Regions from separate parts of the Arachis hypogaea genome. Here region 2 is linked to region 1. The links are chromatin contacts, called in public Hi-C maps. All regions are on one chromosome and are shown on one strand. The core of a region is the stretch at or near the end of the contact, and the rest is flanking DNA. Distances in the headings are between cores, read along the strand shown. Region 1 has its middle 8.2 kb from the start of LOC112702844. Region 2 holds the start of LOC112701307 (pentatricopeptide repeat-containing protein At3g49740-like).

What was found. A called contact is a pair of places that touch in the nucleus more often than the background predicts.
Region 2: a Hi-C map of an unstated tissue shows a contact between it and region 1, with 5 times the contacts expected there. The contact joins the promoter of LOC112701307 here to the enhancer-like site in region 1. A contact is called at or near these places in 3 of 8 Hi-C or Micro-C datasets (leaf and an unstated tissue).

The regions. Positions count from the first base shown.
Region 1 is chr7:25,784,838-25,789,106 of arahy.Tifrunner.gnm2.J5K5, forward strand. No RefSeq gene overlaps it. Among protein-coding and RNA genes, the nearest start is that of LOC112702844, 8.2 kb to the right of the region's middle. Within about 2 kb of position 2,269, at least 2 of the 3 cell types and tissues checked have open chromatin away from gene starts, as enhancers often do.
Region 2 is chr7:25,874,718-25,878,986 of arahy.Tifrunner.gnm2.J5K5, forward strand. LOC112701307 (pentatricopeptide repeat-containing protein At3g49740-like) reads right to left here and starts at 1,976. Exons shown (of 2, transcript XM_029287946.2): 1 at 1,587-1,976; 2 at 1-490.

The DNA of each region.
Region 1 (4,269 bases), core at 1,019-3,518:
AAAATAAAACAAAATAATTAATAAATATTATATTTTTTTGTAAGTAACAAAAAAATTTTATATTTATCAAATGACTTATTCATCTGATTTAAATTTTTTGTGACAATTTTTATATTTGACCCTTTTAGTTGTTCATCATCATTATGTTCAAAGCTTCTTTTTTTTTTTCCAGCAGGTGCTGAAATGAATTGGTTTGACTAAGAGACGAACGCGTGTGGTTACCTGCTGTGAGATGCCAAGACAGGAAATGAGGCAAGAACCTGTCGGATTGATGTGGTGTGTTTACGCTATGGAGTGGCAAGAATCTGTTGGATTAATATTATGTTAATTATGTATACAATTGGGTTGGTCTTTTTGTTGCTATGGGGCTTTTATTAGGAGGAAATTTTTTTCTTATATGTATTAAAAAATTATTTATATTCAAAAATAAAAAATATTATTTATTGAGATCTATTTTTTTTTTTTTTGGCCTTGTACGCAATTCACCCAATATCTTGGCGAAGTGTGTCTAGTTCACTCAGTTTGCCAAAAGATTCGGTGAACTACTCTCTCCAACAGTTTACCTAGTTTTTCAACAAGTTATAAAAGACTCCTTCCCACCTCCATTACAAAAAACATGCTAAATTGCAGGTTTTTTTTTTTTGGTTTTGTGGCGATTTTTAATCTCCGCAAAATGCGTTATGGCGGTTTGATAAAGTGACAATGTTCCGTGTCCTTAAATAAAATCAACTCAATTTTTTTTTCATCCTGGTTTAGTCATTTTGAATTTAAATAAAGTATGGTTTTTGTCTCTAACGTTTGGAGTAAATCCTAAAGTTGTCTCTAATGTTTTAATTATCCTATTTAAATTCTTAACGTTTTAAAATTGACTCAATGTTATCCTGCCGTTAGGGATCTGTTAACAGAATTGACGGCGAGACAAAATTGAGACGATTTTGAAACGTTATGAACTTAAATAGGACGAAAACGTTGGGGACAAAAATGATACATAGAAATAAATTTTAATTTTATATTTCAATAATATCAATTTTTTACTGTACATAATATTCAATTATTTTTAATCACATCTAAGTAAATTACACTTAATCACATTACTTTCATTCTAAATAAATTTATTTTTTTATAATTTTACACTTAAAGTAATATAATTTTGTTATAAATAAATAAATTTTACACTTTCATTCTAAATAAATAATGTAATGCGATTAGAATGAAAGTGTAAAATTATTAAAAAAATTATAAATAATGTGATTAAGTAATGAAAGTAAAATTACATTATTTAGAATGAAAGTATAAAATTTATTTATTTATAAAAAATTACATTATTTTAAGAATAAAATTATAAAAAAAATTATTTATTTAGAATGAAAGTAATGTGATTAACTGTAATTTACTTATATGTGATTAAAAAATAATTAAATACTATGTACAGTAAAAAATTGATATTATTGAAATATAAAATTAAAATTTATTTCTATGTATTATTTTTGTTTCCAATTTTTTTGTCCTATTTAAGTCTCTAATATTTTAAAATTATCTCAATTTTGTTCCGCCACCAATTCTGTTAACGGATCCCTAACAACAGGACAATATTGAGTCAATTTTAAAACGTTAGATACTTAAATAAAACGATTAAAACGTTAAAGACAATTTTAAAACTTATCCCAAACATTAGAATAAAAACAATAATTTACTCTTGAATTTTAATTAGATTAGAACCATTTTGTTTGGACTTGAACGCCACTTCAGTCTTCTCATCCATGGGAAAGCTAAAAATACCGCTTCAAAAATCTTGTCCTCGTACCAAAAACCTCAATATAAAACAGCTAAAATAAAAAATGAGAAACACACTTAACATTAGAAACAAAAACGGTAGCCCCTAACAAAAATAGGCAACACTACCAAAAACAATCCAATAAACAAATTATCGTCATTACTATAAGATTAAACTTAGGTCACATGGTATTTTTCTTTTTCCCCATCTCAAAGGTTTTGGATCTATCGACTACAGTTGAAGAGAAAAAATTGGTAAATATGTAGAGAATGTGTGGTTATGTATTGTACCTAGAATTAGAGAGTTGTCCAATTCATTTAAAGTACTTAAAATCATAGTTAGCAGAACCGGACCGGACCGGTCGGTTCGACCGGAAAACCGGTGAACCGGACTTAGTACCGATCCGATTTGATATTTAGACCATACAAGGTATAAAACCGGAACGAACCGGTTAAACCCGGAGTAAATCGGTGAGAATCGGTCAAACTCGGTAAGACCGGTCTGACCGAACCGTTTGAAAGGCAAATTATCCAAAATGTGTGATATGGGGTTCGAACCCCTATCTGCTGGATGATCAAAACCTCTCTTTGCCGCTAAGCTGTGTTGATTTTCATTAATATATATGCAAATTATAATATATATAGATATCTTTTATCAAATAGTTTACTTTTATTTATTTTATTTTAATTTTAGTTATAAACTCACTCATTTTTAAATTAATTATATTTTTATTTAACAATAATTATAAACTCACTTATTTTTTCTTTTCATAATTATATAATATATTAATATTATTTTTAATGAATACATATAGCAATTTTTTATTTTACTTATATTCAATTAATTTTAATTTTAAAGTCACTCATTTTTAAATCAATTATATTTTATTTAACTATAAATTTTATTAATATATATATATATATATATTAAAAAGATAAAAAAATTATTAACCATAATTTATTTTTTCTTTTTATGATTATATGATATCTATTAATATTATTTTTTTAATAAATAATTGTAGCATATAATAATAGGTAAAGACTCACATGCAGTTATCTTCATATGAAGTTAATAATTGAAAATCGTTAGATGATATTTAGTTAAACTTATCAAATCATCTAACTGTTTTTAAATATCAACTTCACATGAAAATTAATTGTATGTAAGTTTTTATTTATAATAATACAATAATACAATAAATATAAATTAATTAATAAAGTATTAAAATTTGAAAATAATTATTATTTTTATAAAAACAAAATAAAAGTACTTATAATAAAGAAAAAATAATTAAATTTTACATAATTACTTAATTATATCGGGTTAACCGGTTCGACCAGTGACCCACCGGTTGAACAAGTAACCCAATGACCCAGTGATCTCACCGGTTCGATCACCGGTTCGGTTCTGACAACTATACCTAAAATTGAGAATTATCTAATCCACTTGACCAAAAAAAAAAACTTAAGTGAATTATCATCTAAATTATCATCTAAATTTGATTAAATTTTTATTTAACAGTTCTCTATCAACTTCACGTCAACTGAATTTCTACCTTAAACTTAACTACCAATTTCAAAATTTAGAGAGAAAAAACTGACGGAATTGTCATCGAACAGAACCGATTTGTCAACCATCGCATCGCCACCCACACGCGTCATTCATCGCCCACACGTCACTTTCATCATGTGAAGAAGGGAATTACCTTCATCACCAGAGCATAATAACAATCAAGTAATTTTAATATGTGCTTGTAATCTTGCAGTCAACCTAATTTTACCACGAGGGTAAATGGCAATGAACTAGCGGCTAAATTAGCACTTACTCAGATTTTCAGAATCTCGTCTTAGGCTAGAACGTTCTATAGGTCTTAAAATTTTCAGGTTTATAAGACTACATTTTGTATCTAAGTAACAAAATAATAACAATCAAGTAAAACACGTTTCAACATGTAATTTTTCTAACATGTCAACTATGATAACAATTTTGAGATTGAATCTCCCACAAGTCACTTTCCTTAAAACAACGCCCTTCTCTAAATTGCTAGCTTCAGGGAAAGTAAAAGAGGCATGATCATCATCATCTTTCGGTCATGAATTGTGTTATCATGCTTATGCCTTGTAACAATCGTAAAATCCATTCTTTAGCTACCTTTATTAAAGCGAATTATAAAGCTAGATTCTCATTCTCCTTTAGGCTATTTTACCTTTTCTTTTCAGTTAAATGATTAAGTTCCCAATAGTCTCACTCCCACCATTTTTCTAGGCAGGTTATGGAACGACTTCACAATGTATGCAATTATTTATAGTTATTTTAATTTTGGACTTTTCATAAACTTGCCTTTAAAGTGGAAAGAAATACAAAACTATATCTGTTCCATCTTCCCTTGAATAGTTTAATTCTCATACTTTCTCACTTGAACTCCTTTCCGAACACCAAAGACTAAAGGATCTGCACATTGGAGAAAGCACTAGAGATTTTTTTGGTGATGATCA
Region 2 (4,269 bases), core at 726-3,225, 90 kb after region 1:
GACTGTGCATGTGCATGTGAGAAGAAGGTATAGTGGTCGAGGGTCCTCAAGGGAAATTGGGAAAGTCTATGATATAGTTGTCAAAACCGACTCGGTAATCGAACCAGTCACAAGGTTCTGAAAACCGGACCGGTCATTGAACCGCACTAATTACTAGTTTATTAGTTTATTGATTCAACCGGTTCAACTGTGGTTTAACCGAAAAAAACCGTTTTATAATAAACACCTGATTCTATAAAAATTCAATGAATAAAACAACTAGTTCTAAACACTCTTCCACTGCATTTTTTTACTTCAAAAGGGAATCAGAAACAACTAGTTCTATGAATAAACAAACTCTATGATATGCAATGCCAAAAATAGGCCAATGATGAAATAATAAAGGGTTTCTCTCTTCAATTCCATGTTCAAGCTTGTAGCAGACCAGAATCAACAGAGTAATACCGTTGAAATAGTCTTCCTTCTTAATTCTTATATACCTCAGAATTTCCTACAAAATGAAAATTGAACATAACATACAGCCTTAAAACAAAAACAACACTCAGAAATCAATCATCTCTTCCAAACACAGCCTTAAAACAAAACAGAACAACAACATTCATAGTATGAGCAATGATCACAAAAAATTGATTTCTGAAACAAAACAAAAACAGCAGAACAACATTCAAAGTTTGAGCATTGATTACAAAAAATTGATTTCTGAAACAAAACAAACACAGCAAAACCAGCAGAACAGCATTCAGAGTTTGAGCATTGATCACAAAATATCGATTTCTAAAACAAAACAAACAATCAACAAAACAATGAAAACATAATTTTTTTCCTTCAGAAGAAGAGAACAATGAAAAGTTGAAAACATGAAGCATATAATAAATCAATGATCACCAATATCCAGCAATAACCTCAAAGACAACAAAAATACACAACAACAATTTAGCAAATAAACAAGGACAAGACCTAAATAGAAAATCCAACAAATTAAATCGGAGCAACCTAACAATTTAGCAAATTAAAACAACAATAGCCCAACAATTTAGCAAATCATCAACTTAACAAGTTCAAGAACAGAAAATCACAACAAAAACAAAAAAAAATAAAAATAACAGAACAACAACACAAGAACAATTAGCAAATTAACAAGTTCACAATAACAGTTAAAATTTACCAGAAGAACACTAATGCAAGTGGAATCATCATGCTAATATATTTTCTGCAAAGATGCTATTTTTGCAGCTAAAATTTCATAATTACTAAGATCCAATTATTCTAATTTCACATGCAATCAACTTACTAAGTTTCTAAAGTCTAGAAATTATAAAACCAACCAGAAATATAGTTAAAGCATTTCATCAAACATGTTGAGTGCGGTAAAATTAAAACGAAATAAGAGAATTCAAAGCTTAATATCAATGTGATAGAGAAGAGAACATAACTATTGTATACTTTAATTCAGTCTATGACAAAAATCCAAACACTACCAAATCAAATAGCTACTTATTGTAATAGAAATCAGAAGTTGCAGAGTTTGAAGCAGGGTATTGGTGTTGTGTGAGTGTATTGTCTGGTGTCGGGTTTAGGGAACTCACGAGGGCAACAAAAGAGAGCAGTTCTACGGCTAGGTGGAGCGCGCGGGTTGGTCGCAGAGTTTGAAGCAGAGCAACGTGGCTTCCAGACGAACGCGAATGCGAACTCGAACGGTGAACGGCGAGTGAACGCGAACGGTGAACGCCGAAGAACGCGAACGAAGACGACGGCAAACAAACGGCGGCGGAAGCGAGGAAGCAGCTGCGATCGGTGACAGCGAACAGGGGTTGAAGAGTTGGAGCACGAGGGAAGCTAGATAGACGGACGGACGGCGAACTTTGAGTGCGACCGACGGCGGCAGTATGCCACTCCTTGCGGCGGTGGTGTAGGCTTACAGTGCTAGGGTTTTTTGGCTGAGTTTCTGTGATTTCCTTCTGAATGAAAGAAAGAAAGGGAGAAAGGGAGCAAGAAGCAAAGGAGCTTCCGTTGTGTAAACCGGCGGGTCCCGGTTCGGTCCGACCGGCCGGTTCAACGGTTTTTACCGGTTTTTAATCAATGGTTTTACATATCTGACCGGATCATTAATATTGCCGGTTTACGGTTGGATTGATCCGACCGACCAATTCGGTCTGGTTTTTCAGAACAATGATGGTGTTTCTAATGAATCTGATGAAGCCATCTTAAATTCTCATAAAAGAAAAAATATTCAATCAATTAAGTAACGAATAGTAAAACAAACCAGCATCATTACAACAACAATCAATAAAATTCATAATCAGCCAAACCAATTCAACAATAACAAAATTTCTGCATACTCAACACTTAAACCATATTTATAATTAGCATAACCCTTGCATATTCATATTCAAAAATCAATTTAACATTTCAATTCAACCACTGACATATTTATTTCTAATCAGCTCATAAACCAATCAACAATAAAATTCACAGCAATAACATCAATAAATCAACCTGGAAAAGAAATTAAATACTCACTTGTTGTTGCAGAGGCAGAAGGTGGACGATGAGCAACAGTTCAAGCAGCAACAACCACGAAAGATAGGCGGGGAAAGGTCGGAGGCATGGCGTGGCGAGACACAAGCACTCACCAACAATTTTCAAAAATTCATTTCTCCCAATCTACTTATCAATTAGTTCTAAAATTTTTATGGGACATTCATGACATACCAAGGTTTCACAAAAATTCAATATGCCATTGTTTTACAAGTTCACATACATAATTGAATATTCACTTTTCTGTATAATATCATAACAGAATCAAACACATAATAAACAATCAATCATCACAAGCATACATAGTTGCAAACATAATATTCTATCTACCCTATCGCTTACCTCGTTGGAGTTCACTCTTTGATCACCAACTTAGTTTAAGCTCTCTCTTTACTCCAAGCTTTGGCCAGCCCTTTATTCACTTTTCCTTGTTCTCCTAGCCTAACTTGATAATCTCCATAGAAGTTGGTGGCTGAAAGCTTGAGAGGAATCACACGGAATGATAAAGATTAGAAGAACTCCCTTCTCTTCCTCGCTTTGCTCTCTTTTTCGTCACTCACTTCCTCACACTTTCTAATTGCGTTTCGTTGCTCTTTCTTCCTCTCTTACTAAAGGCTCATAAATTGAACTCAAACAAGGCTATTTAAAGGCAATGAGTAGTGGATTAAGGGGCTGGTTTGGTGACATCAATGTAAGGAAGTGAACACCTGTTTGATTGCATGCTTCCTTCATTAATTATACAACTAATGAGTCATTACTCTTTAGTTAAATCATGGATGAGGTTCAGCCAGCAGTGAGATAAGGGAGAGAGAGTATAATTTTAATCATGGTTAAGTGGGTTAATCATGGTTTACTAGATAGGGAAAACTATTTTGGTTAAAAGAGAGAAAACCGATTCGGTTCAAGATCAACTAGATATTTCAGTTCTTTATTTTTCTTCTAGACAATCTTTCTAGTGGCTTCATGATTTGTGGTTGAAGATAGTTCCTTGATGTTATGGCCTAATTGCCAAAGAAAGAAGAACACAGTTTAATTATCAAATCGCAAGATTACCGTTCTAAAATCGTATCGGTTTAAACAACCGACAACAGAGAAATTGGTAACAAAGAGTATATGGCTCCAAATCAAATTTAGAATATTCTACTAAGATAAATTGTTAAGAATAGCTAGAGTAAAGTACTTAGAGATGAATTTTAACTCGTCATTGAAATTCATTGTTATCACACGATTTTTGACTTAGGACACGCTTTTATCTCCCACTATATATCTATTGTTTTCACTTATCTAATCTAAATCTGCGTTATAATATGTGATCAGGTGATTCTCAGATATTTATCGAATTCTCATCATAAAATTTCAGGGTGTTACAACATGCACCCCACCCTAGCGGGTTTGGTGCGAGTTGAGTATAAAAATATGTTATAGGTAGGTGTTGAACCAAGGACCTCTCACTTAGTGCAAAAGATCATAATCATTGTGCCAAGATCATCAATTAATAGTTTAGCACTTTTTTTATATAAATATCAATTCTATTTTAGTGATATATAGATACAACATTATATTAAAATATTTTATTTGTGTTTGTGTTATTAATTTAAGCAATGACTTTTATATAGAATCGTACATTTGATGGTTATGTTATTTATAGACTGTTGTTTGTACTGAATTTTTAATTTGCATGCTCATTACATTATAAAATAATATTGTGAAAACCCGCGGATAGGGTCGAAT